2 separate regions of the Sus scrofa genome follow, and region 2 is linked to region 1. Evidence: chromatin contacts called from public HiChIP or PLAC-seq data. All regions are on one chromosome and are shown on one strand. The core of a region is the stretch at or near the end of the contact, and the rest is flanking DNA. Distances in the headings are between cores, read along the strand shown.

The links. HiChIP or PLAC-seq counts read pairs in DNA pulled down with a chosen protein or histone mark.
Region 2: an H3K27ac HiChIP or PLAC-seq map of skeletal muscle shows a contact between it and region 1, with 6 times the contacts expected there. The contact joins two enhancer-like sites. A contact is called at or near these places in 19 of 47 Hi-C or Micro-C datasets (alveolar macrophages, brain, embryonic fibroblasts and 10 more) and 1 of 2 datasets of contacts at active chromatin or transcription factors (skeletal muscle).

The regions. Positions count from the first base shown.
Region 1 is chr13:81,816,998-81,823,540 of Sscrofa11.1, reverse strand. No RefSeq gene overlaps it. Among named protein-coding and RNA genes, the nearest start is that of SPSB4, 30 kb to the left of the region's middle. Within about 2 kb of position 5,125, at least 1 of the 83 cell types and tissues checked has an H3K27ac peak or open chromatin away from gene starts, as enhancers often do. A contact at or near this core is called in skeletal muscle, where this site is marked.
Region 2 is chr13:81,888,711-81,895,140 of Sscrofa11.1, reverse strand. The region is part of intron 4 of SPSB4 (SPRY domain-containing SOCS box protein 4); the gene reads right to left. Among named protein-coding and RNA genes, the nearest start is that of SPSB4, 42 kb to the right of the region's middle. Within about 2 kb of position 2,615, at least 30 of the 83 cell types and tissues checked have an H3K27ac peak or open chromatin away from gene starts, as enhancers often do. A contact at or near this core is called in skeletal muscle, where this site is marked.

The sequences.
Region 1 (6,543 bases), core at 3,876-6,375:
TGCAGAGGCAGCTTGGATCTTGCGTTGCTGTGGATGGTGTAGGCCAGCAGCTGTAGCTCTGATTCGACTCCTAGCCTGGGAACTTCCATATGCTATGGGTGTGGTCCTAAAAAGCAAAAAAAAAAAAAAAAAAAGTGGCATATTCTTCAGCCATAAAGAGAAGGAAATCTTGCCATTTACAACAACATGGATGGATCTTAAAGGCATTATGTTAAGTAAAATAAATCAAAGACAAAACTGTATGTTCCCACTTATATGTGGAATCTGAAAAAGCTGAACTCACAGGAATAGAGTAGAATGGGGATTACCAGGACCTGGGGGTGGGGGTAATGAGGAGATGTTGGTCAAAGGGTATATACTTCCAGCTATAAGATAAATAAGTGCTGGGAATCTAGTGCACAGCATGGTGCCTGTAGTTACCAATACTGAATTATATACTTGAGAGTTGTTAAGAGAATAGATCTTTAAGTGCTATCAACACACACACACACACACACACAAGGAATTATGTGAGAGGATGGAGAGATTAACTAACCTTACTGTGGTAATCATTTTGAATGTATATGTGTATGAAATCATCATACCGTACACCTTAAATTTACACGTAATATATGTCAGTATCATAATACAGCTGGAGGAAAAGAGAAAAAATCCACAGTCATTGCAAGAAAATTATAGGAAAGAATTTCTTTAAAGAATGCCACCTGAACACACTGAATGGGTTGGTGCCCAAAAGGAAGGAAGCCTAGTTCCCAGGAAACAGGAATAACTTTGCATAAAGTTCTCATAAATCCAGACACACTTGTGCCTCTAGGCCTGCCTGGTCCCCACACAAGCTGAGAACCATCCCTGCTAAGGAAACCAAGGCCTGGGGTGAAGAGCGAGGGAGTCTGGGAGGCTGTGATGCCCTGTCCTCTGTCCCTCACATTCCTGTTCACAAAGCCCCCCCTTTGAGGTCCCCTGCAAGGGCCTCAGCTATAGGCCCATCTGGGCTTGGCTGGGAAGGAGAGAGGTCGCCAGGCGGACACAAAGCAGAGGCCTGACCCAGGCCCCAGCAGCGGGGCTGCATTGTTCTAAGGGAGGCCCCAGGGTAGGCCAGGGCTGGGGGAGGGGAGCAGGTGGGGCCCAGCCGGCTGGGCCAGACAGATGGCGAACAAAGGGGGCAGACAAAGGAGGCCAAGGCCCCAGGGCAGTCCCCACAGAGGCCCCCACCCACGGCTGCACCTCAGACCATCCTAACATGGGGACATTTGCTGCCCTCTGAGCTGGCCTGCCTGGGCCAATGCAAACCAGTTTCTTCATTTAAGTCTCACAGTCAAATTCTAACCCCCATTTAACAGACGAGGAAACTGGGTCTAAGAAATGTTTGTCCAAGGTCACACATCAGGATTTAAACCAAGCAGTCTGTTTTTAAAATCTATATTCTTGACTTGCTTTACTGAGTTCTTTCTCTATGGTCAATACTGAGCTCTTGGCTTGTTGCAGCAATTCTAACCTCAGACAAAACACTAAAAAGTCCTCAAAATGTGTTATCAAAAACCTAGGAAATATCAGAATTCTCAGTGGGGACAAATGAATCAAGCCACCAAATGTCTTGACTAGGGATACTCATATCACAGTAAATTGTGTTGTTTGGTGTTTTTTGGCTGCACCTTTGGCCTGCAGAAATTCCTGGGCCAGGATTGAACACAAGCCACAGCAGTGACAAAGCTATATCCTTCACCATTAGGCCACCAGGAACTCCAAATGGTGTGTTTCCAGGTGTTTAAAATCATTTTTTCAAAAAGAGTTTTGAGGAGTTCCTGTCGTGGCGCAGTGGTTAATGAATCTGACTAGGAAGCATGAGGTTTTGGGTTCGATCCCTGGCCTTGCTCAGTGGGTTAACGATCCAGCGTTGCCGTGAGCTGTGGTGTGGGTTGCAGACGCGGCTCGGATCCTGCGTTGCTGTGGCTCTGGTGTAGGCTGGCAGCTACAGCTCCAATTAAACCCCTAGCCTAGGAACCTCCATATGCTGCAGAAGCGGCCCCAGAAAAGGCAAAAAGACAGGAAAAAAAAAAAAAAAGAAAGAGTTTTGACCACACACACTCATGCTGAAGCACAACCAATCTGAACCATGGCCAGCTCCATGGAACACACTTTGCAAATTTCTGGAGGTGGCCCAACCAGTTGCTCTGTAGCTCTCCTCCTGGGGTTTTTTCCATTTCCAGGGCTCCCGGGTACCACAGAGCAGGAAGGGTGGTGACATGAAGCAGCTGTCACGCAGCACACACAGGCTGACTTAAGGGCTACCTGTAGCACAAGCTCTGTCTCCATGGAAAGGAACAGAAGAGGAACAATTGGAGAGAGTGGAGGTGAGAACAGTTACACTTATCATATGACTGAGTGCCAGGATTTGGCAGATACCATTGACTCTTCAAGTAGGCAGCATCACTACCACTTTACAGCTGAGGAGTAGGGGGAGCTGGGGATGGTGATGGGATGAAGGGATACGGGGTCTTCTCTGCCAGCAGCAATCCTCGCGCCACTTACAGCCAACTGTGACTCAAGTTGCTCTGCCTGGCTCCCAGGCTGCCTCCGACCCAGCGGGGCCCCTCACCATATTCAGTTCCTAGGACACAGCAATGGGCTCAGGGTTGCGCAAGTGACCCAAGTCAGCCAAGGAGATTCAGTTCTGGGGCTTCTGCTGGCTTCTTGGGAAAGAGGAGTCCTCTCTGCCATGGAAGGGCAGAAATGATAGGTGGGTCGTTGGCCTCAGGAGGCTGGGGACATTCTGTGAGTAAGAGCCTTCCTGAGACTGAACAGAGCAGCACCAGGAGCAGTGAGACCCAGTCCTGGGTCCTCCCAGGCCTGCGTTGCTTGCACTTTCCAGGTATGTGAGCAAAGGAAGGCCTAGTTTTGATTAAGCCAACTGGCTTTTTTCTTGCTCATTTCCCTCTGCTTCCCTAGACCCTCTTCTCTTCTTTTTAACCTCAAATTCAGATGACCTAATCATACTCCTCAGTCATGATAGGTTGTCAGCAGCCTATCATGAGACTAGGCACATGTATAGAGGATCTGACTGAGTTCTAGCCATTCTTCTTTCAGTTATTCTATCCATTATTGCCTCACTTTTTTTTGGGGGGGGGCGGGATCATTCTAGATATCTTATCATTTTACCCTCAGATGAGGACTTTAAAAAAAGAAACATGACCATAGGATGGAATTCCTACTGTGGCTCAGTGGTTATGAATCCAACTAGTATCTATGAGAACTCGAGTTCAATCCCTGTCCTCACTCAGTGGGTTAAGGATCCGTCATTGCCATGAGCTGTGGTATAGGTCACAGACGTGGCTCGGATCCTGTGTTGCTGTGGTTGTGGTATAGGCTGGCAGCTGTAGCTCTGATTCAGCCCCTAGCCTGGGAACTTCCATATGCCACGGGTGCAGCCCTAAAAAGACAAAACAAAACAAAACAAAGCAAAAAACAGATAAATAAATAAAAACATGACCATAGGAGTTTTCTTGTGGCAGGTTAAGGATCTAGCATTGCCACTGTTATGGCTTGGGTTGGGTTGGATCCCTGGCCTGGGAACTTCTGCATGCCTCAGGCATGGCCAAAACAAAACAAAACAATGATAATACCATTAGCACGCCCAACAAAATTATGGTAATCTCTTTTAATTTTTTTGCTACACCTGAGGCCTGTGGAAGTTCCTGGGTCAGGGATCAAACCCGTTCCACAGCAGCAACCGCTGCTGCAGTGACATCGGATCCTTAACCCACTATGCCACAAGGGAACTCCTATAATTTCTTAAAGTCATCTATTACCCAATCCATGTTCATGTTTTCCCAGATGTATTAAAATGTCTTTTTATAGTTGCTTTGTCCAAATCAGAATCTGGTTGTGTTCCTTTTGCATATGGCTTATGTGTCTTAATATATTTTAATTTTATTTTAATCTATGATAATAGACTCTTTCATTCTTTTTTTTTTTTTTTTGTCTTTTTTGTTGTTGTTGTTGTTGTTGTTGCTATTTCTTGGGCCACTCCCATGGCATATGGAGGTTCCCAGGCATATGGAGATTCCAGGGGTCGAATCGGAGCTGTTGCCACTGGCCTGCGCCAGAGCCACAGCAACGTGGGATCCAAGCCGCATCTGCAACCTACACCACAGCTCACGGCAACGCTGGATCGTTAACCCACTGAGCAAGGGCAGGGACCGAACCCGCCACCTCATGGTTCCTAGTTGGATTCGTTAACCACTGCGCCACGACGGGAACTCCGACTCTTTCATTCTTTACCCCCACATCATTTATTTATTGGAGAAATGGAGTCACTTATCCTGTAGAATTTCCAACATTCTGGCCTTGACAGAGCATACCCTCCCAGAGCTTCTTCATACATTCTTCCATTCTTGGTATTTTCTGTAGGATGATCTAGAAGTGTGACTCCATTCAGGGTCAAGGCTGGGGGTGAGGCTACTTCATAGTTGGTGTGATGCTATGGCATCACACCTGGAGGCGCATCACATCTGGGCGCTGCACTTTGGATGATGTTAAAATAAATCAGAGGGGTCATTAACCATCATAAACCCTCTCACCTTTCACTTTGTAGTTTTAACAGCATTGATAATTAATTGTGTCTCAGATCCAATATGTCAATAGGGGCTGCAAAATGCTGGTTTCCTAATCCAATCATGTTCTTGCTCTTACTCATTTTTTTTTTTTTTCTATTTTAGGGCCGAATCCCTGGCATATAGGAACTCCCAGGCTAGGGGTCAAATCATAGCTACAGCTGCCGGCCTACCACAGCCACAGAAATGCAGGATCTTTAACCCACTGAGTGAGGCCAGGGATCTAACCTGCATCCTCATGGATCGTAGTTGAGTTTGTTAGCCAATAGCCATGAAGGGAACTCCTGCACCAAGATACTTTAAAAAGACAAAATTTTCCCCATCAACTTGATTGTTCTGAAATTATAGTCCATCCAGGAAATACAGAATAAATACTTGTTTTTTTCCTTTTATTTACCTCTTCTCAGCATAATGACTTATTCCCTACCAAGCTTGAATGAACAAAACACCCACAATACTGTTTTTTGTTTTTTTCTTTTTTGGCCGCACCCACCACATATGGAAGTTCCCCAGCCAGGGACTGAATCCAAGCTGCAGCTATGACCTGAAGCACAGCTGTGGCAACACTGGATCCTTTAACTCACTGCACCACAAAGGGGACTCCCCACAATACATTTTTAATTAGTGTCACTTAAAGAGGATTTAAAGTTTATATGATATTTCAACAAATTATGATCATTTTTCCTTTTTGATGCTCAAACTCTCATCTTTGGCCAGAGAGAGCCCCCTCAGGTGGAGTCTACATCCTTTCCATAGTCCTGAGAGCTTCCTTGTTTTCTGGTACAAGACGTTCCAGGCTTATCGTGTCCACATCCTGCTCTGGCCCTGGAGTCAGTCATTTTTCCAAGGAGCCCTGGTTCCTTTTGGTGGTAAATGGTGCTTAAAAGAACACAATCATTTAAAAAGCTCTTCTCCTGTGGAAGCAAAGCAGACAAGCAGTTCCCACAATCTCTGGTCAGATCTTTTCTGGTGCAGCCAGGAGAGACAGATGCTGCAAAGAAACCTCACCGCTTTCAAGATTTTGGCCTCTGGCTGGCCCTGCCGGAAAAGACCATGGAGAAAAGCCCAGAAAAACCAAGCCCAGCTGTCTCCGCATCCTTCCCGCAGAGCAACAGGCCAAGAACTGACAGGTGTGAGGCGGGGGTTTTCCTGGAGACCTGCTTCCTCTGCTCACCAAGCTGAGATCTCAAAGAGTGCCAGGCTTCCTCATGGAGGACCCAGTGGTGTTGTCACTAAGCATGTAATTGTGGGAGAGGAGAGGTGGATGCTCCTATGTGTTTGGTAAGGACTTTACACACAATTTAAACCTCACATCCACCCTAGAAGCTATAAACTATTTCTATCCCCATTGTACAAATGAGGAAAATGAGGCTCAAAGAGGTTACGTCTCATGGTTAAAGTCACCGTATAGTAAGTGGATGGTCAACCATGTGACCCAGGTCTCTTGGACTTTATAGTAGTGAAGCTCGCTATGCCTGGAAAGGGAGGTGCTTTTACAATATCAAAAACACTGGCAGCAACAATTAAAAATGCTGGAGTTCCCGTCGTGGCGCAGTGGTTAACGAATCCGACTAGGAACAATGAGGTTGCGGGTTCAATCCCTGCCCTTGCTCAGTGGGTTGATGATCTGGCGTTGCGGAGAGCTGTGGTGTAGGTCGCAGACACGGCTCGGATCCTACGTTGCTGTGGCTCTGGCGTAGGCTGGCAGCTACAGCTCCGATTAGACCCCTAGCCTGGGAACCTCCATATGCCACAGGAGCGGCCCAAGAAATAGCAAAAGACAAAAAAAAAAAAAAAAAAAAAAAAAAAGCTAAATGCTGTTCCAGTACCCATTGTCCCTTTCTTTCTTATGATCAGAACTCTTCTTTTATTCTGGAGAGCAATGCGCACAGTTGAAAGACTACATTTCCCAGCTTCCCTTGCAGTGTGGGGC
Region 2 (6,430 bases), core at 1,366-3,865, 74 kb before region 1:
CGGCAAAAAGCTGCTGCTTGTAAGAAGGTGGTCTGGTGGAGAAGGAAGGGCATGGGTTGGAGAGCCAGACAGACCGGGGCAAGCCTGTGTGGCCTTGGACGCCTGTGGCATCTGCTCTGAGTCTGTGTTTGTTTCCTGTGAGAACGCAGTGGGGTAAAGTATGTAAAGTGCTCAGAAAAGGGTCTCAAGGGCAGTAGATCTTCACTGAAAAGTCACTATTAACTATCAATTATGTATTCTTATTTTTATTTTAAAATTATTTTAAAATAATAATATTGGTAATATTGAATATCACTTTGCCAACCAATTGGAGGCCCCCTAGCCTCGTGTCCTGTGGCATGAGCCACACCCAAGCACCCCATCTGGTCCTTAATCCCTAATACAGCTGCAGCAGGTCCCTGGCCCCTCCCTCCTCATCTAACAGAAGGAGGCCAGTCTCCCTCCTTCAAGGCAGACAAGCGGAGAGTCCAAGTGGGAAAGCCTTAGGAGATGTTCCTGAGAAAGGATCAAGGCTTTGGGAAATACGAGTCTTCAGAGAGAAACGTAGGCAGCCTCAGAAACATGGTCTCTCTGGTTTAAGAGCCTTTGTCATGGGCCCAGGCTTGTATTGCTGAAACACTTCCCTTTCTCAGGGTGGGTAAGGCCAGCAGCAGTGGTGGAGTTGGATGGATCAGCCTGGAGGGCCCGGGGGCAAACAAAGGCCCTGGCCTGACCTGAAGAATGGCCTACATTAGGGCAGAGGGTCACTGGGTCACCTGGGGGTTTGGGGTTAGTGATGGAGGGCCCCCATGCAGGCTGAGTGGTCTGGCCTGGTTCTGGCCACCAACACAGACTTTCAAGAAAGAATGGAACAAAAAGAAAAGAAATTGCAGAATGATGAATCTGGAAGCCATATACCAAAGATATCAGGTTGAGGACAGGGGACCCAGAGACAGGAAAGTTAGCCAGCTGATGCAGCTGACCAGGAGAGAGGGGAAAAAACCAGGGGCCACTTCAGCTACAAGGCTCTGGACCACAAACTGTTCAAGGACCTTAAAAAAAAAATGTTTCAGGAGTTCCCGTAGTGGCTCAGTGGTTAACGAATCCAACTAGGAACTATGAGGTTGCGGGTTCAATCCCTGGCCTCACTCAGTGCGTTGAGGATCTGGCACTCCTGTGAGCTGTGATGTAGGTTGCAGACGTGGCTGGGATCTGGCGTTGCTGTTGCTGTGGCGTAGGCCAGCAGCTACAGCTCAGATTAGACCCCTAGCCTGGGAACCTCCACACACCGAGGGAGCGGCCCTAGAAAAGGCAAAAAAGAAAAAGAAAAAATGTTTCAAACCTGGGATGAATTTGTTGTTTCAAAAGCTACTGAAAGAAATCTTCAAAATTAAAATGAATACATGTTTAGTTAAATCTACCCCCCCCCAAAGGAGATCGTGTCAAAAGTCAAGTGCAACACAGGACAACTCAACTGACAGTTACAGCTTCATTATATTTAATGTTGGATGTTGTACATTATAACATGTTTGTTATGGTGTCACCACACACATAATCTGGAAAAGACAGATAACAGAGAGTATGGAATTAGAAACCCAATGACCTCCATAATCTAGGAAACTTGGCATAGTTCAATAAGATGGAACCCATCAGGGATTCCTATGAAGTCCTGCTTCTTGGCCTTGGAAATAAACCCAGCTGGAAGGACATATTATTCTGTGACAATATTATTCTGCGACATAACATTCTGCAAAAGAGAGTCCCAAGCTCCCTGAGACTGGACAATGAGAGATGCCTGCTCAGTTAGCTAAGACTAACAGAGACCACATCAAAAGAAGTATGAGGTCCAAATGAAAGGAGATGATCCCACTATAACTTGTGTTGGAGAGGCCCTGACTATGCATACCATCTTTCGTCACCAAACTCACTTGTTGCCTTATTAACCTATTCAGCTGTTCCCATCTCTGGCCCTAGGTGGTCATCACTTCCCAGGTTTCCTTTTTTCAGAGGAAAGCACATAAGAAGCTTCTGGCTAAGGCAGAAGACACCTCCAATTTTCTTATTTTGAGCCTTTTTTCTTTCCACTCTATGCTCGTCTTATAGCTTCCCAAATCTAGGCACAGATGCAGCCCAGACTTGCCTGCAAGGGTCTCCTGGCTGCCCACCAGTTTAAACCCAAGATCTCTAACAATGCCACGTCCCTTCTCATCTTGGGAGAGTCCTACCCATGGTGCCAGCTCCACCCTGGTTACCCCCCAGCCCAGCCTAGGCAGAAGGCACTGAGGCAGATTACCTAAAATGTTCCAGGGACAAAGGGCACCAAGCGTCCTGAGCCATCCCAGCATTCCAGGTCCCAGCTGCTTCCTAGGAAGCTCCGGTAGGCATGGGCCCTCCCCCTCCATTCCCCTCCCAGAGAAAAGTGAAAATTCCCTCCTTTCTCCTGACGTCTGGGGCCCTGCAGTCAACAGAGCCAGATGACATTAGGATTTATATGAGTTTTGACAACATCAAGTCCCAGCAAAGTCTCAGGGGAGCTGGGAAGGGAGCAGGTGGGGGAGCAAGGAATGAATAAGTCTGTTCTGAGCCCCAGGACAGCCTCTTCCATTATGCATTTGTATTCATCCCGTAGCCATGGCGCTCCAGGCAGCGGCCCAAACAATACAGAGGACACAGCTGTTGAGGAGCTTACAGTCTCAAATTTTCCGCCTCAGAGTAGCCCGGAAATCCCTTCCTGAACATGCCCTCCGCAGTCTCGGCCGCAGAGCCGGCCTCTCCTGGGGGGCTGCAGGGGGCTGCGGCATTGCCCTCACACCTAGCATCAGTTCTGTGCTAGGGCCCCACCTGCCAGGGCCTCCCTTCCCCACTGCTGTCTCTAGCCAGGCCCAAGGGAGGGGCCGTGAGCATTCTTCAAGTGGAACAGGCTAGTCACACCCTGTTGGATTGGGTAGCAGAATATATAGCTAGATAGTCAAGACTTTATTCAATACACTTTCTCACAAAATACTTCCCTGGTGGCCCATGAGACCACTGCTAAATCCCTCATTTTCTCTGAGAGGGAAAGTGCAGCTGCAGAGAAAAAGTGTAGGGTCAGGGATGAGAGAGTCACAAGCAAGAGGGCAGAGGTGACACTAGAAAGGGTGTGTTACTACTCCAGCTACTGCAGTGAGCACCAGAGATGTAACCCCAGCGTGACCCCCACCCGAGGAGCGAGGGAATAGGGGTGTCCCCACCCTACCTCCACACGGTGCCTGCGGGCTGCTCCAGGGCAGTGGGTGGCACAAGCCAGCTCCCAAGGCAACTGTGGCCAGCACAGACCTGCACAGGGCTGGAGCACGAATTCCACGATTCACCAAGTTCCCAAGCACCCACTCTGTGCAGCAGCGCAGTGGAAGGAGGGGTAGACAGTGCCCAGTCAGCATGGATAGGCCAGGCGGGAGAAGAGGGGCTGCCGGTGGGAGCCAGAGGAGGACGAGGAACATGGACACAAGCTGTGTCAGGTGCAGAGGGTGACTACTGGACTCCAACTGCCCCCCTGCAAATACTGTTCTAGAAACAGTGTGAACACACTCAGCTACCAGTAACTAAAGGGAACCAGGCCAGGCCGGGCAGCATTTGTTAAATGCTAAGCAGCATGCTGGATACCTGGCTTCCTTTTTGATAGACGCCACCACAAGGAAGCCCCCTGACATCCCAGGAGGAAGGTGCCGTGAGTCCCCACTTCCCAGAAGAGAAAACTGAGGCCCAGTACATGGCAATTACTTGCCCAAGGTCACACAGAAGATTTATGTGATATGGGGGGAGGGGGCTGTTTGGCCAGAGTTCAGCAAGGTGTGGCTCAGGCTCTGGACAGCTCAGGGGTCTTTAAACCCAGCTGGTAAGGAGGATGCTTGGCTTCTGGTCTGAGCCTCTTGCAGAGGTTGAGCTGCTCATAAAAATGTATACATGTGTGATAAATGTGTGTGGGAGGAGGTGGAGGGGAGGGCACAGCCAGGTCTGGCAGCTGGCATACAGCTCTTCTCCAGCACTGCAGGGTGGCAAGGTGGCTCTGGAGATCCGGAAGTTTCCCCAGCTGTGACTAATCCACTGTGGCCTCGAGCCCAGCTTAACTTCTCTGGGCCTCCTCTTTGCCACCTAAGAACAAACTTTCTGACGAACTAAATTACACCTCAGCATAGCAGAATAAGCATGTTTTTGGAATGAGGCAGACTCTGGTTTGGATCCTGGCTCTGCTACTTATTAGCTGGGTGACCTTGGGCAAGTTAAGTGACCTCTCTGAGCCCCATTTGCCTCATCTACAAAGTAGGAAAGGAAGTAACATCTGCTTGGCAGATTTGCTGGGAATATTTTACAATATAAAAAGTGCTTACCACAATATATGGCATTACTACATATTTTACTATTGTTGTTGTTATTATGACCAACTGGCACTTTTAGGTTTAAGTTCCAAGAAGCCCTGATTTCTCCCTACAGACTCGATTATGAAAAGGAACAGCTTCATCTCCCCACATGACCTCTGCAAATGTTCCCACAACACTGAGGTTGTTCTACTTCTCACCTCCTCTTCCCTCCCTAAGTGGAGATCCTGGCACCTTTCATCTCTAGGCAGGCCAGGCTCAGACCCACCACCGCCCACCTGCACAGAGCCACAGTGCGGCCTACAACCCCCTCTGAGCAGGGCCGAGGGAGGGAGGCAGAGGAGAAAGAGCCCAAGCCCAAGCATCAGACTGTCCTGGAAATAGCTGTGTGATCTTGGGCAAGTTGCTTTACTTCTCTGGGCCTCTTAAAACAGCAAGAGCAGCCCCTCCCTGCAGTGGAGCAGGGATGGAGTCAATCAGATAACAAGGGTACACTGGCACACAGGAGGGGCTTCCTTCCAGTGGAGGGGGCAGGGCCTGCTCTCTCTCCCTGCTTTGGGTCAGTGCCAGGCTCCTTACCCAGCCTGTTTTTCTCTGTGCTCTTCTTGTTCCAAGGAGCTGAGGGCTGGACGCTCACTTGGAGTAGTTAGCAAGTTTCGGAAGCTCTTGGAGATGCTTTGAACCCCATGGCAGGAGACAGGGCCCCATACCAGCCATTCCTCCAGGGGACCAATTCGTGGGCAGTGCACAGCAAAGCCAGGAGCTACCTGAGCAAGGCCCAGATCTCCTGAGCTTCTCCAGGGGAGTTTAGCTGTGTGTCCCAGCCTGAAGCCTCCTGGAGCACAGGGACACACAGAGGTGCTAACTGTATTAATGATGAAGGCCTTCAATGCCATAGGTCCTAATCAACCCTCCGTGACTGACCGTCTGTTGATGGTCAAGAACGGAATATATGGTTAGTGAGGGAACAGGGCTTGGCTGAATGTAGATTGATTTCACCCTGGAAGTCTTCCTTTTGTTTGATAATAATGATATCATCTACTATTCATCAATTCTTGTTGGGTGCCGCTCACTTTGCCTATGTTATTTCTAGTCCATGAGTGATGCCGAGAATCAAGGATTACCCCTCGCACTTTGCAGGAAAAGAAGCTCAAACTCCAAGAAGTGAAATAACCTACACCAGGTTTCCCGCTGGGAATAAGGACAGCTGAGATGTGAACTCTGCTCCGCTTGACTCAAAGCCAACCCAGGCTCCCCATCCCCATGCTGCTAACTCTGGGTTCATGACTTCTTTCAAAGTTTGCTTCCTGCTGGGTTGAATGATAAACTGACTCTTACGCCAAGCAGCAGCCGGGTGGGCTGGCTCTGGCGAATGCTTGTTTTGTTGAGTGAGGTAGGATGCTCGTGAGCTCTACTTCCGCATCTGCTTTTAAAAAGGAAGTCATCCAACAAAAGGAAGATGCCCTGCCCTGTGTCCCCTGGCTTTTCAGCATGAACCTGGGCCCCTGGCATTGCCACTGGGGCTTGTCTCCAGCAGAGCTGGTGTCCACATTCTCGTGGGCAAGCAGCACCTGCTCTGCTCAATTATGACATTTGTCAGCATTTACAGGCTATGGCAGAAAGATCAGAGAAGCAGGAGCCTGGGGTCTGCACTCCAGCCCTGGCTCTGTCACTAACATGTGGTAGAAAGCCAGGCACCTCCCTTAACCTCTCTGAACCCCAGGTTTCTCACTTGCCAAATGGGGAAAAGTATGTCCTATCTTACTGCTTAAGACATTTTGGAGGACCAAAAATAATAGAAAGCAAATCTGAAAGTTGAAAAGCATTTGTAAATAAGAGGCATTATGCTTATTGAGATAATAATGTACATCATTAATAACAACTCTTGGAGTTCCCGTTGTGGCTCAGTGGTTAACAAATCCGACTAGGAACCATGAGGTTGCAGGTTCGATCCCTGACCTTGCTCAGTGGGTTAAGGATCCGGCGTTGCTGTGAGCTGTGGTGTGGGTCACAGATGTGGCTCGGATCTAGCGTTGCTGTGGCTCTGGCGCAGGCCAGAGGCTACAGCTCCAATTGGACCCCTAGCCTGGGAACCT